Regions from separate parts of the Mus musculus genome. Here regions 1, 2 and 3 are each linked to region 4. The links are chromatin contacts, called in public HiChIP or PLAC-seq, Micro-C and promoter capture Hi-C maps. All regions are on one chromosome and are shown on one strand. The core of a region is the stretch at or near the end of the contact, and the rest is flanking DNA. Distances in the headings are between cores, read along the strand shown. Region 1 holds the start of B9d1os (a long non-coding RNA gene). Region 2 holds the start of Mfap4 (microfibrillar-associated protein 4). Region 3 holds the start of Ulk2 (unc-51 like kinase 2). Region 4 holds the start of Fam83g (family with sequence similarity 83, member G).

The links. A called contact is a pair of places that touch in the nucleus more often than the background predicts. HiChIP or PLAC-seq counts read pairs in DNA pulled down with a chosen protein or histone mark. Capture Hi-C pulls out chosen DNA fragments and counts their contacts.
Region 1: a promoter capture Hi-C map of adipose tissue shows a contact between it and region 4. The contact joins the promoter of B9d1os here to the promoter of Fam83g in region 4. A contact is called at or near these places in 5 of 39 promoter capture datasets (the C10 cell line, the SN4741 cell line, embryonic stem cells and 1 more), 6 of 484 Hi-C or Micro-C datasets (the HPC-7 cell line, the N1E-115 cell line, embryonic stem cells and 1 more), 12 of 115 datasets of contacts at active chromatin or transcription factors (the NIH/3T3 cell line, bone marrow-derived macrophages, effector CD8 T cells and 6 more) and 3 of 9 other capture datasets (adipose tissue, liver and pancreatic islet).
Region 2: an H3K4me3 HiChIP or PLAC-seq map of embryonic stem cells shows a contact between it and region 4, with 4 times the contacts expected there. The contact joins the promoter of Mfap4 here to the promoter of Fam83g in region 4. A contact is called at or near these places in 3 of 39 promoter capture datasets (HPC-7-derived erythroid cells, the SN4741 cell line and liver), 3 of 484 Hi-C or Micro-C datasets (all in embryonic stem cells), 12 of 115 datasets of contacts at active chromatin or transcription factors (the NIH/3T3 cell line, bone marrow-derived macrophages, effector CD8 T cells and 5 more) and 3 of 9 other capture datasets (adipose tissue, liver and pancreatic islet).
Region 3: a contact with region 4 is called in a Micro-C map of embryonic stem cells, with 2.8 times the contacts expected there. The contact joins the promoter of Ulk2 here to the promoter of Fam83g in region 4. A contact is called at or near these places in 2 of 484 Hi-C or Micro-C datasets (both in embryonic stem cells), 1 of 115 datasets of contacts at active chromatin or transcription factors (memory CD8 T cells) and 2 of 9 other capture datasets (adipose tissue and pancreatic islet).

The regions. Positions count from the first base shown.
Region 1 is chr11:61,503,650-61,506,349 of GRCm38.p6, forward strand. B9d1os (a long non-coding RNA gene) reads right to left here and starts at 1,437. Exons shown (of 1, transcript XR_141098.4): 1 at 736-1,437. B9d1 (B9 protein domain 1) reads left to right here and starts at 1,495. Exons shown (of 7, transcript NM_013717.3): 1 at 1,495-1,622; 2 at 2,695-2,700. The coding sequence starts at 1,560.
Region 2 is chr11:61,484,098-61,486,797 of GRCm38.p6, forward strand. Mfap4 (microfibrillar-associated protein 4) reads left to right here and starts at 1,334. Exons shown (of 6, transcript NM_029568.3): 1 at 1,334-1,388; 2 at 1,624-1,708; 3 at 1,941-2,095. The coding sequence starts at 1,383.
Region 3 is chr11:61,853,824-61,856,523 of GRCm38.p6, forward strand. Ulk2 (unc-51 like kinase 2) reads right to left here and starts at 1,269. Exons shown (of 27, transcript NM_013881.4): 1 at 664-1,269. The coding sequence starts at 753.
Region 4 is chr11:61,683,044-61,685,743 of GRCm38.p6, forward strand. It overlaps Fam83g (family with sequence similarity 83, member G), which reads left to right and starts at 1,367. Exons shown (of 5, transcript NM_178618.3): 1 at 1,367-2,012. The coding sequence starts at 1,491. The region is part of intron 9 of Slc5a10 (solute carrier family 5 (sodium/glucose cotransporter), member 10); the gene reads right to left.

The sequences.
Region 1 (2,700 bases), core at 187-2,686, 180 kb before region 4:
CCAGGTTTGTTTTCTCATAGAACTCAGGATCACCAGCCTAGGGTAGCACCATCCACAGTGGGCCTGGCCCTTCTCCACCAATCACTAATTAAGAAAATGTTCAACAGGCTTACAAGCCCAATCACATGGAGGCTTTCTCAATCTTGGTTCCCTCCTCTCAGATAACTATGGCTTGTGCCAAATTGACAAAAAAACTAGCCAGCACAGACCTCTTCCTAAATGTCTCATCCTGTTGGTTTAGGACAGAAAAGCCTTATCTAATGAGTAATTTGGGGATTGAGAAGGCTTCCTTTCAGTAGCCTGTATCTTTCCAACGCTTTCAGTAAAGAACAGCAAGTGGCAGCCACCGGCTAGGAGAGAGGGGCCTAGAGCCTCTGCTTGTATGACTCTTGGCTCTAAGCTAAAAGAATTTCTTACATGCTTGCACCTCGGCCCACCTAGAACGCTGTGACCACATGCCTTTCCTCTTCCCCATAGGTGGCTTTGGGAATCCCGCCAACTGACTTCCAAGCTAACAGTTAGCGTGACCTGGTGTCATTACTGCAGGCTGAGCTCCCTAAAGTATACACATCTGCATCCGTTTGTTTCCAGGCTCCCTCATCATTAATGTGCTCTTTGATGTTTCCTTATAAGCTCTGAAAGTGAAGTCTGATTCTGCAGCTAAATTCCTGTAACGAATATGGCTAAATTACCTTCCAGGTCTGGATTTCAGTCACGCCCTCCAGAAAACTGAGATGTGTTCAATTTTATTTATTAAAGAAGTAGTTCCCAAATATTTTGCACTGGCCGGGCAATGAGGACCAGGCATTCAATGCCCCTAGAGTCGAGCTGGGGATCTAAAGGCAAGAAGCTCGCATTAAGCCACCTTGAATTGGACAGTGATAGAGTAAGTGCAGTTGAATCCAAGCACTAACAATGGTGTCTACCGAAAAGGATGCTGGTGGCTTGGGACCAAGCTCTGACATCCCTGAGCTACCAGTGATTTTCCAAAATTGGGTGACTGGTTCCGTGGGCTCCAGCTTCTCATGCAGGACGCGGGACTTGGACAAATGGAGTCTCCGGGTTTCGATGACAAGAGCCTCATAGGGCTGAAGGGCGCATTCTTCACCTGAGACAATGTGCTGGGTGATGCCCGCTGGACCACTCCCGCGCACCAAGCCTTCCAACGATGGCGTCTTTGCCGTCGCTGTGTGTGGCAACAGCGACACCACCTGGAGAGAGGTAACTCTAGCACGTGACTTTCCGCGGGCCTGAGTGCCGGTGCTGCTTCTTCTCAACATCCAGCTTTGCAGCCTGCGAGCTTCAAGCATGGCCAGACGAGTGAAGTCACACAGTGCGGGTCCGTGGACCCGCCCCTGGGGGTTAGGTTCCGCGCGACAGACACGGAGGACAGTGCCCAAAGCCATAAAGACTACTGCGCCTGCGCACTCTTACCTTTGAGCGAACTCGTCACCGCTTGAGAAATTTGTCCTAGACGACTTACCGTCTGTTTCCAAGACAACCGAGAGCCTCCTGGCAACAGCGCGCGGCCTGCGCCGGTCTCCCGGCCCATCAGTGCAATGGCTGCAGCAAGTCCCAGCGTCTTCCTGCTCATGATCACCGGGCAGGTAGAGAGCGCACAGGTAAGCAGTCGTGGACTCCGCCCGGGGACGGCCTGTTTCTCTCCCCGGGCTCTTCGCTCAGCTCCTAGAAAGCCAAGATGCTCTGAGCATCTCAAATAAATGGAAAGGAGAAGCAGCATTTGAGAACCTTGGCTCCAGGTAGATGAACCGGACAAGCTTGAGTGAAAACAGACCTCGAGGCGTTCAGCTGGTACCACTTGGATCCTGTTTACTTGGTTGAGTGGTGGCCTAGGACTAATGGGACTGAAGACTCAGCTGATCCATTTAACAGCTGGGAACTTACCGGAAGGCAGTGGCCAAGGTGGGATTTGACCCGGTCCGTCTAAGAGACAGAACTTTGCTACATTATTCTTCTGGGCTGCTTGTTGAAAATGCCCATTATTCCTACATATTCTGAGGTTTGGCTGACATGCTTTAGGTTCTGCCAAGTCTGAAGCTCAGTAGGTGTTCCTGCCTTCCCATTCATTGGTACTGCGTCCTCCCTGTTTTCCTCTATCCGATTAGAGGATGTCTGGGCTGCTTACTCTGGACACCTTCCTTGGCGTCTGCCCTGGGCCTTCCTTTCTCCGGGACCCTCAGTTTTAGCCATGTTCTTTGGCCCTGTAGCTTCTGGGTTTCACGTGAGCATCATTTCTGTAGAGCTAATTTGTGCCCAGCACTGGAGATGCGCTGAGGCATGAAACCTGTTCCTTCTTCAGTCTAACAGGGTTATCAGATAGACATTAGGTACCCACATGCAGAAATGCAGAGAAGTGAAGGGAGCCAAGCAATGATCCTTAAGCCAGCTAGAGACTGAAGGGGAACTCTGAAAGATGGGCAAGGGGCCTACCACATGTGGACTGAGAAAGACAAGACAGAAAGTAGACCCTGAGCAAAATAACCTACGGGTATTGGCAGTCTGGGACTAAGCCTGACTTCCTGATTTCCATTCCCTGCCCGCCCTGAAACCCATGTCCACCTCCTCAGTCCCAGATGCCTCGTGTTCCTAATTCCTGTCCACTGCATCTGCCTAGCTAATGTGTGGGCCCAGTTTGCCCTTTCTAGACAGAATCCTGTATACTTTTTCTCTCAGTTTCCA
Region 2 (2,700 bases), core at 84-2,583, 200 kb before region 4:
GTCCCTTCAAGGCATTTTTGGTTCTTTGTCCAAAACACGTAGGCCACTCCAGGGGCTGATTCTGCATCCCCAGCAGCAAACATATTGTGTAACACATAGTAGGTGCTCAAAAAAAAAAAACAAAAATCTGTCTTTGGTGAATCCATACGCTTTATGATGGGTGCTGAGTGTGCAGAACTGGGAGGCAATGAGCACTACCCACTAGCACTCAGAGACAAAAGGAAAGGCCGGTGGGCGCCACGAGGAACAGCCCAGGCAAAGGCCCAGGGGCCTGCTGGCCAGGAGTCTGGGTAGCCAGACAAAGTGTAGGGAGTCACGAGGAGCACGGGCTTGAAGGGAGGTCGAGCCAGACTGGTAATTCCTTTCAAGTCCCAGTCGGAAATGTTGGCCTCAGCCGTGAAGGAATGGAGAGCCACCGGAGGCTTAAACAGGGGAACACAGATCAGGCACCTGGGACACTCTTGCAGCCGACAGAGAATGGGAGGAGGAGGAGAGAGCAAAATCAGAAGAGACTGGGTGGCCAGGGTGGCGGGAGGCACACCGAAACCAGGCTTAAGGTGGACAAGGAAAGCAGCATTGGGCTCAGCCAGGATGGAGGAGAGAGGGCTCGAGAGGCTCAGCCGGGCGGGCGGGCGGCGGTGAGAGCAGATGGGCTTAGAAGGGAGGAGGGGCCGAGCGAGGAGAAACAAAAGCACCCCAGATGGTCCAGGGAACTGTAGGAGGGGAAAGAGTGGGGGGTACAGACACCCAGCAGGGGAGGGGGCTGGGAAGGAGTTGGAGAGGGCCCTGGCTCCAGTCGAGGCAGACAGAGCTGCTGGCCGCCTGTATCTTTCTGCTCATGGCTCAGAAATGTCCCAAGCTTGCCAGGAGACTTCGGGCCCCTGCTGGCCCTGTCTCCTCCCAGGCCAGGCAGCTCCCTCATAGGGAGCTTTGGGACCGTCTCCCCTAGCCTTCCCATTGCCAAGTGAAGACCCCTGTCTCAGTCCCAGGGACACCTCTTGAGCAGACTAGTTAGGAAAGCAGACATCTGCAGAGGGCCTGTCAGGAAACAGAGGGGTGAGCAGAGGCCAGCGGGGGTTGCCAAAGGACCCACAAGTCCAGCAGGGCAGGAGGCAGAGTGGGGTCCAGGGTACAGTTGCGGCTGGTAAGGAGTTAATGTCTGGTTCACAGTGCTTCTCTGACAGGCCTAATGAGACCCAGGTGGTCCTCTGGCCCCTGACAGTGTAAGCTGATGCCGGGGGCCGGTTGTTGGGGTGGGGGTGGGGGGCATTCTGCAGTTCCAGGGGCGGAGCTGGGTCTGTGGGCTCAGACCCAACACATAACTGTGGGCGGCTGCAGTCTGGGGCCCCAGACAGCCAGCCTCTCTCAACTGAGCTGACACCATGAAGGTACTGGCCTGGAGGATCAAGACCATTTGTGGAGACAAGCCACTTGCCAGATAGGGAACAGCGAAGCTCAGTGGAGTTCTCTTGAAACTTAAGTTCTGGGGATATTGGGCCTTCCTCTGAAAGTTGAGAGGGGGTAAAAAAGACAGAGGGCAGAGTTCAGGCAGGGAGAGCCCTGGGAGGTGGGAGGCGTCTGGCCCATGTTGGGGGCTACACTCACCCCATTTCCCATCCCCAGGCCCTCCCAGCCCTGCCACTGATGCTGATGCTGCTCTCCATGCCTCCCCCCTGCGCCCCGCAAGCCTCTGGGATCCGGGGAGATGGTAAGCAGCCCCCATTCACAGACACGGCCTGGTCAGCAGGCTGGATGAGGCCATTCTAAGTGAGGCTCTGCAGGACTGCTTCCTCCTCTACAAAGTGGCAGGTATCCCCCTAGAGAAATCTCCAGATTTCTCCTGATAGAGTCCCTTAGGCCTGGAGCAAAACTGGGATATGGAGGGGGGTGTCCTTATGCCTTAGTCTTTCTCCTCACGGTCCCCACACTGCCACTCGCAGCTCTGGAGAAGTCCTGTCTTCAGCAACCCCTGGACTGTGATGATATCTACGCCCAGGGCTATCAGGAAGACGGCGTGTATCTCATCTACCCCTATGGCCCCAGTGTGCCGGTGCCCGTCTTCTGCGACATGACAACTGAGGGCGGCAAGTGGACGGTGAGTAGGCAAAGGGGCCTCAGGCCAGATGGGGTTCAGGCAGCTGCGCGATCCCGGCTGTCATCTCTGTGAAGTGGATTTTTCATCTTCATGGGGACTGGATCCAGGGCTGCTAGCACTTACTTGCCTGAGGAAGCTAATGCATGCTGTCCTCACAGCGGTAGGTTGGTGCCTTGTCTAAATGAGGAACTGCGAGCCCAGGTAAGTAGCATTAATAGCCTTGGCGGGCACAGTAATGAACTCACAGCCAAGTATTCTAGATCCTCCTGATGGGTTTTGGGTTTTTTTGTTGTTGTTGTTGTTTTCTAGACAGGGTTTCTCCTGGAACTCACTTTATAGACCAGGCTGGCCTTGAATTCAGAAATCTGCCTGCCTCTGCCTCCCGATTGCTGGGATTAAAGGCGTGGGCCACCACGCCCGGCCCTCCTGCTGGTTTTATCATGCAGTGCTGGGATGGAACCCAGGGCCTCTAAGCTAAGTGGGTGCTTTGCCACTAAGCTATGTCTACAGGTCCCAGCTCCCTCTTAATCTTTTCCCCTTCCTGTCTCTCAGCAGACAAGGGGCCTGGTAGATACCCCCTTCTCAGCAGCAGATGTTCAATGAGA
Region 3 (2,700 bases), core at 19-2,518, 170 kb after region 4:
TGCCTTCTCAAATTCTTTAGATTCTATAACCTCGTGTGACCTATTTGCGAAACAGTGGCTTGGAAAAAACAAAGAAACAACAAAAAAAAAAACCCAAACAACTGAGGTTTGAACTTGCATCTACGTTGTATTATTAGGTTAGGGTCCAACTACCTTTGTCACTTATTTCCTCTAACTCAAAAAGGGGAGGGATACTACAAAGCTCCCCCAGACACAGAGGAACGTGATAGTCTGAGAAAGCTTCAGACTAACGGGAAACGCGCCCGTTTTCCGCTGGGTGTGCAATTATCCACGGTAAAGGTGACAAGCTCCGGAAAGCCCGGGGCAGGGAGAAGGGACAAAGGTCCACCGACCCATAGTATGGACAAGCACATTACACTGTGCAAACACTGGAGTCCTAGTCGCTTCGGGACCAGTGGCTTCTCTGAGCAGCAAGTCCCCGGGCGCACCTCGGTTACCCAGCACACTGTCAGGGAAGAACATCAGTGGCTCTGCGCCCGTCGGTAGGTGGAGCTCAGCCTAGCGGCTCTGGCCTCCAAAACAAACCCTGCGACAGTGACAGCAAGCACAAAGGCAGGCAGGCCCGGGGAGCCCTGCCCAGCGGCCAGGACCGGGGCGCTGGCTCCCCAGTTTCGCACCAGACAACGGGCCGGCGGCGCTCACCTGGCGGTGCCGCCCCCGGAAGACCACAGCGAAGGCCCCGTGTCCCACGAGGTCCCGCTTGCAGTACTCGAAGTCGCCCACCACCTCCATGGCCGCGCCCCCGGGACATAGAGCGCTAGGGTGGGCAGGCGTGGCGGAGAACCGGGATCAGCACCGCGGGCCCGAGGGCCCCAAGCACGCCCGCGGGCGGCGGGACAGGGGCAGCCACGGCCCCGGGCCCGGATGGACACTCATGCCGAGAGGCCGGAGCGGAAACGGGACGGGCCGCCGCGCGGAGCCGGGGTCAGCGAGGCCTGGGCCCGGTCGCTTCTCATGGCCCGGGCCGCCGTCGGCCGCGGGGCTCTAGCCAAGCGGCCTGGGCACTGCCCGGCCGAGGGCACCGCCGCCGTCACTGGGCGTACCCGGAGCTACCCGCGCGCCTGACAGCGGTGCAGGGCCGGGGCCGCGCCATCCCCGCAGGTGCGGCTGCCTCCGCTTGTTGCGCCCGCGGCGCTGCTGTGTAGCGGCCGCCGCCCTGGAACCCGCACAGCCGCGGTGGCGGCTTCTGCCTGCTTCGCGGGAGCGCCCAACGCACGCGCGCGCGCCGGCCGCTCCGCGCCGACTACCGGCCCTGTGCGACGTCAGCGCGTCTTGTAGGACGATGCGCCCCAGTCCTGCTCCCTCCGCCGAGAAAAGGAGTGCGCACCCCGGGACGCGGCGCCAGGCACCGGGGCGAGTCTGCAGTCACTGGAGCGAGTTGGCGAGCAGGGGTGTGGGGAGGAGGCCGCGGCTGCTTAGGAACGGGCGGCGGGCTCGGCTCCGCTCGGCTCGGCGCCCGCGGCTAGCTAGAGCCCGCCACGCCCTGACCTGAAGCCACCCTCTAAGAGGCGGATCTTGAACTCCGGCCCCGGGAGTCGCTGAGGCGGTGCAGACACTGGAGACAAAAACTCCGGGAGCTGCCTTTCAAATCCAGACCGCAAACTGCTAGACAACCCACCTAAGGGATAGGGTCTGACTGGAACCTGCGCCTTCTGGGGGTCTCTAGACTTCTGAGGGAGGCTCAGAACCTCCTTTCTAAGGAGGCGCTTCATCACACCAGTCAACTACCAGTTTGCCTCGGGCTTTTTTTTTTCCTCGGATTGTTTAGGTGAAAAATGATAGTCAACTTTTGCTCAAGAAAGCATTACAAAGCCATGGTAAACAATATGTGTGACCCCATACCTAAGTGTGTGTTCAGGTTTGGGGATGTTGCTGTCAATTTCATCGCCTGCCCCTGAAACAACTCCTCTCACCTCTCTCACTTCTCTCACCTCTCCCTCTCTGTCTCTGTCTCTCTCTCCTCTCTTCTTCCTCCTCCTCCCCTCCCCCCTCTGATTTTACTTTTATGTGTATGGGTGTTTTGCCTGCATATATGTGCACCACGAGTGCACCTAGTGCCTGCAGAGGCCAGACCAGGGTGTCGATCTGAAACTGCAATTACAGATAGCTATGAGCCACAATGTAGGTACTAGGAATCAAACCTGAGTCCTCTGGAAGACTAGCCAGTGCTCTTAACCACTGAGCCGTATCTCCAGCCAGCCCTCTGGAACTCATCTTGACAAACAGGTAGAAGCCCTAAAAACCTTCAGCTTTGAGACAGGTCAGGAATCTGAAAGCAATGTCTCTAGTCCATTTTCTTTTCCTAAAAAAAGAATACCACAGACTCAGTAAGTCCATTTTCCATTGCTAGAACAAAATGCCCCAGGCTTGGCACCTTATAAAGAAATGAGATTTATGCAGCTCACAGTTTTGGAGGCTGACACCCCAAACAGCAAAGCACCAGCTCTGACAAGGAGCTCATGAAAAAAGGCTTCACAAGGGACTATGGGACAGAAAGAGATCACAGGGCAAAGAAACCAGAGACTGAGAAGGGACCAGTGTTACGACTGTATAACAACTCACTTTTGAAAGAACCCGTATCACAGTCTCTCAATTCAACTTACTTCTTGCCACACGGAGGACCAAGCATCCACCACAGGAAACTTTGAGGAACACATTCAAACCATCCAAACCATAGCA
Region 4 (2,700 bases), core at 117-2,616:
CCAGCCAGAGGGCCAGGTTCCTTAATGAAGCCGGGAACTCCACAGTGGTAAGAACAAGAGAATAAACTGAGGGTCAGCACATCTTTGTTGAGGGTACAAGACTCACACTCATCACTGCCCCTCTCTGCTCCTTGGGAATGGGAGGTAAGGAGGTGACTCAGGTGCCCGAGGTGGGCAAGAGTGCCAAGCAAGAGCAGGTATGAACCACAGTGTTCACCCAGTGTAAGGCCTGATGAGGACTTTGAGGCTAGAGGTGAAGGGTTTGAGTCTGGGGATCAGTGGTGAGGACTCCAAGGATGCTAACTAGGCTTTGAAGCTTTGAAAGCAGTGAATGCAGGGCAAGGAGGCCTTACTGGAAAATGAACAGTGAGGACATGTCTGGAGGGTACAATGTTGCCATTAGCTTGTCCTCATTAGGTTAAGGCCAGGGTCCACTGGGACTCAAACCAGCTCTATCCTGACCCAGAGATGGTAAGTAGGCTAGAAAGACAGGGCAGTATTGGCCTGGTGTCCTGAAACAAGAAGCTTCAGGAAGGAGCCCTTTGCCAAACTGCACCTGACATCCTGCCCTCAGATAAGGACCTAATGGTCTCCATCACTGGGGAACAGCCAAGAGCTGCGTTTGAGCACAGCTTGGTTCTCTCTACCCTTTTCTGGCGCAGGGTTCAGGCATGTGAGGTGCACCAGGTTCTGCTAGGTGGGATCCCAGCAAGCAGTTGGGCTCAGGACTAATCTGTATCTGGTCTGTGCACATGGAGAGCAAGAGTGTGGAAGCAGTTGGAGCTGGAGCTGGGCCTCGGCCCACGACCCAACCTTCAGTCTACAACTGGACAGCTGAGCATCCCACCCGCAAGACAGAACCGGGCCAGAGATGGACCAGGATCGCCAGCGGGACTGGGGGGCAGAGGAAGACTTCCACGAGGCTTAGAGGCAGCAAATTGTCCAGCCTTGCGCCGTCTGAGGAGATGAATCAGCTTCCGGCTCCGCCCCCGGGGCCGCACGTGACCCCAGGTGAGGGTGGCAGGGTGGGCGGGACCGCCCTTAGTCACCGGCGGTCCAGCCCGGTGCCACCACCAACGCCTGTGGTTCCTCGGGTCGTCCGGTCTGCACGGCGCCACCTGCTTGGTAAGCAAGTCCCTCCTCCGGGTTTGCGAGCCTCACTTGGGCTGGCGTCCCGGCTCTTACTCCGGACTGGGGCGAGGGTCCCCGTCAGCCCCAGCTTATTCCCAGGATTCCGAGAACCTCAGGCGGATCCCAAGACAGAGGCAGAGGACAACCGCGGCCCTGGACGGCTCTGGCTAACCTCGCCACGCCTCGCTCCGCCCACACACTACCCGCCACGCCCCTTCCTTCGCCACGCCCCCGCCCGCCCTCTGACCCCGACCGCGGTCTTTTGCTGATTCCCTCAGGTGCGGTTCTCAGAGGCGCCGAGGCCCCGGAGCCTGAGAGCGCGGTGCCCGTCGGGCCGCGTTCCCACAGCGAGGGCCACCATGGCCTTCTCCCAGGTGCAGTGTCTGGACGACAACCACGTGAACTGGCGATCCAGCGAGTCGAAGCCCGAGTTCTTCTACAGCGAGGAGCAGAGGCTGGCCCTGGAGGCCCTGGTGGCCCGGGGTCGCGACGCCTTCTACGAGGTGCTGAAGCGCGAGAACATCCGCGACTTTCTTTCGGAGCTGGAGCTTTCGCGTATCGTGGAGGCCATCGAGGTGTACGACCCGGGCTCTGAGGACCCGCGGGTCTCGGGCCGCCGCCCCGAACCCCAGGACAACGGAGGCGCGGATGCCAGCGAGGAGACCAGTGCGGCGGGCGGGCCCCCAGCCACGGAGACGCTGCCCTCGCTGGAGTATTGGCCCCAGAAGTCGGACCGCTCCATCCCGCAGCTGGACCTGGGCTGGCCTGACACCATTGCCTACCGAGGTGTGACCCGGGCCAGCGTCTACATGCAGCCACCCATCGACGGGCAGCCGCACATCAAGGAAGTGGTGCGCAAGATGGTCAGCCAGGCGCAGAAGGTGAGGCGCCACGGCGAGACCCCCATTCACCCAGCACGCATGGGCACCGAGACAGCCCCTGGACCTCTGACTGGCCTCTCGGTTGCCTCCTCCGGTGATCAGAAGCTGAATGTCCACTCCCTCTAGCAGGTGGCACTGGGCTTCCAGGCTGAGTGGGCTTCTGTGCCCTCCTGGAGTGTTTCTGAGTTCCCCAAATGCAAACCATGAGCTGTGTGGGAGGAATGCGGCCTTTCTCTCACCCACTCTCCCTTATCTCGTCTCAGACCCAGGAGCAGATAGAAGCTTGCACACATACATGAGCTTGCTGGCAGGGGTCTCGGGAGAGACGTGGAGGCTGGTCTGGAGCCCTGAGGAAATCTGCCTGCTTCCTAGCTGTGCTGTGTGGCTGGTGGTGGTTCTCCAAGCTTTTCTCTGAGTGCTACAGTAGCAGCAGCTGTCCAGGCCAGAGCAGGTGGTACCTATTGAAGGTTTTCACCAGTGGAAGAGGTGAGGGTATTTACTTAGGTTGTGGTTTGCCATCAAGAGGCTCTTCAGGCCTTGTGTGGATTCCCTTAGCTGACAGCCGTTGACTGGGCTGCACAGTGCCCGGCTTTGGGTGACTGCTCCATACTGACACACACACATCTTGAGAAGCTGTGTACAATGCTTGTACAGACAGTCAAACCATAGCTGGGTGGCCATGAATGAG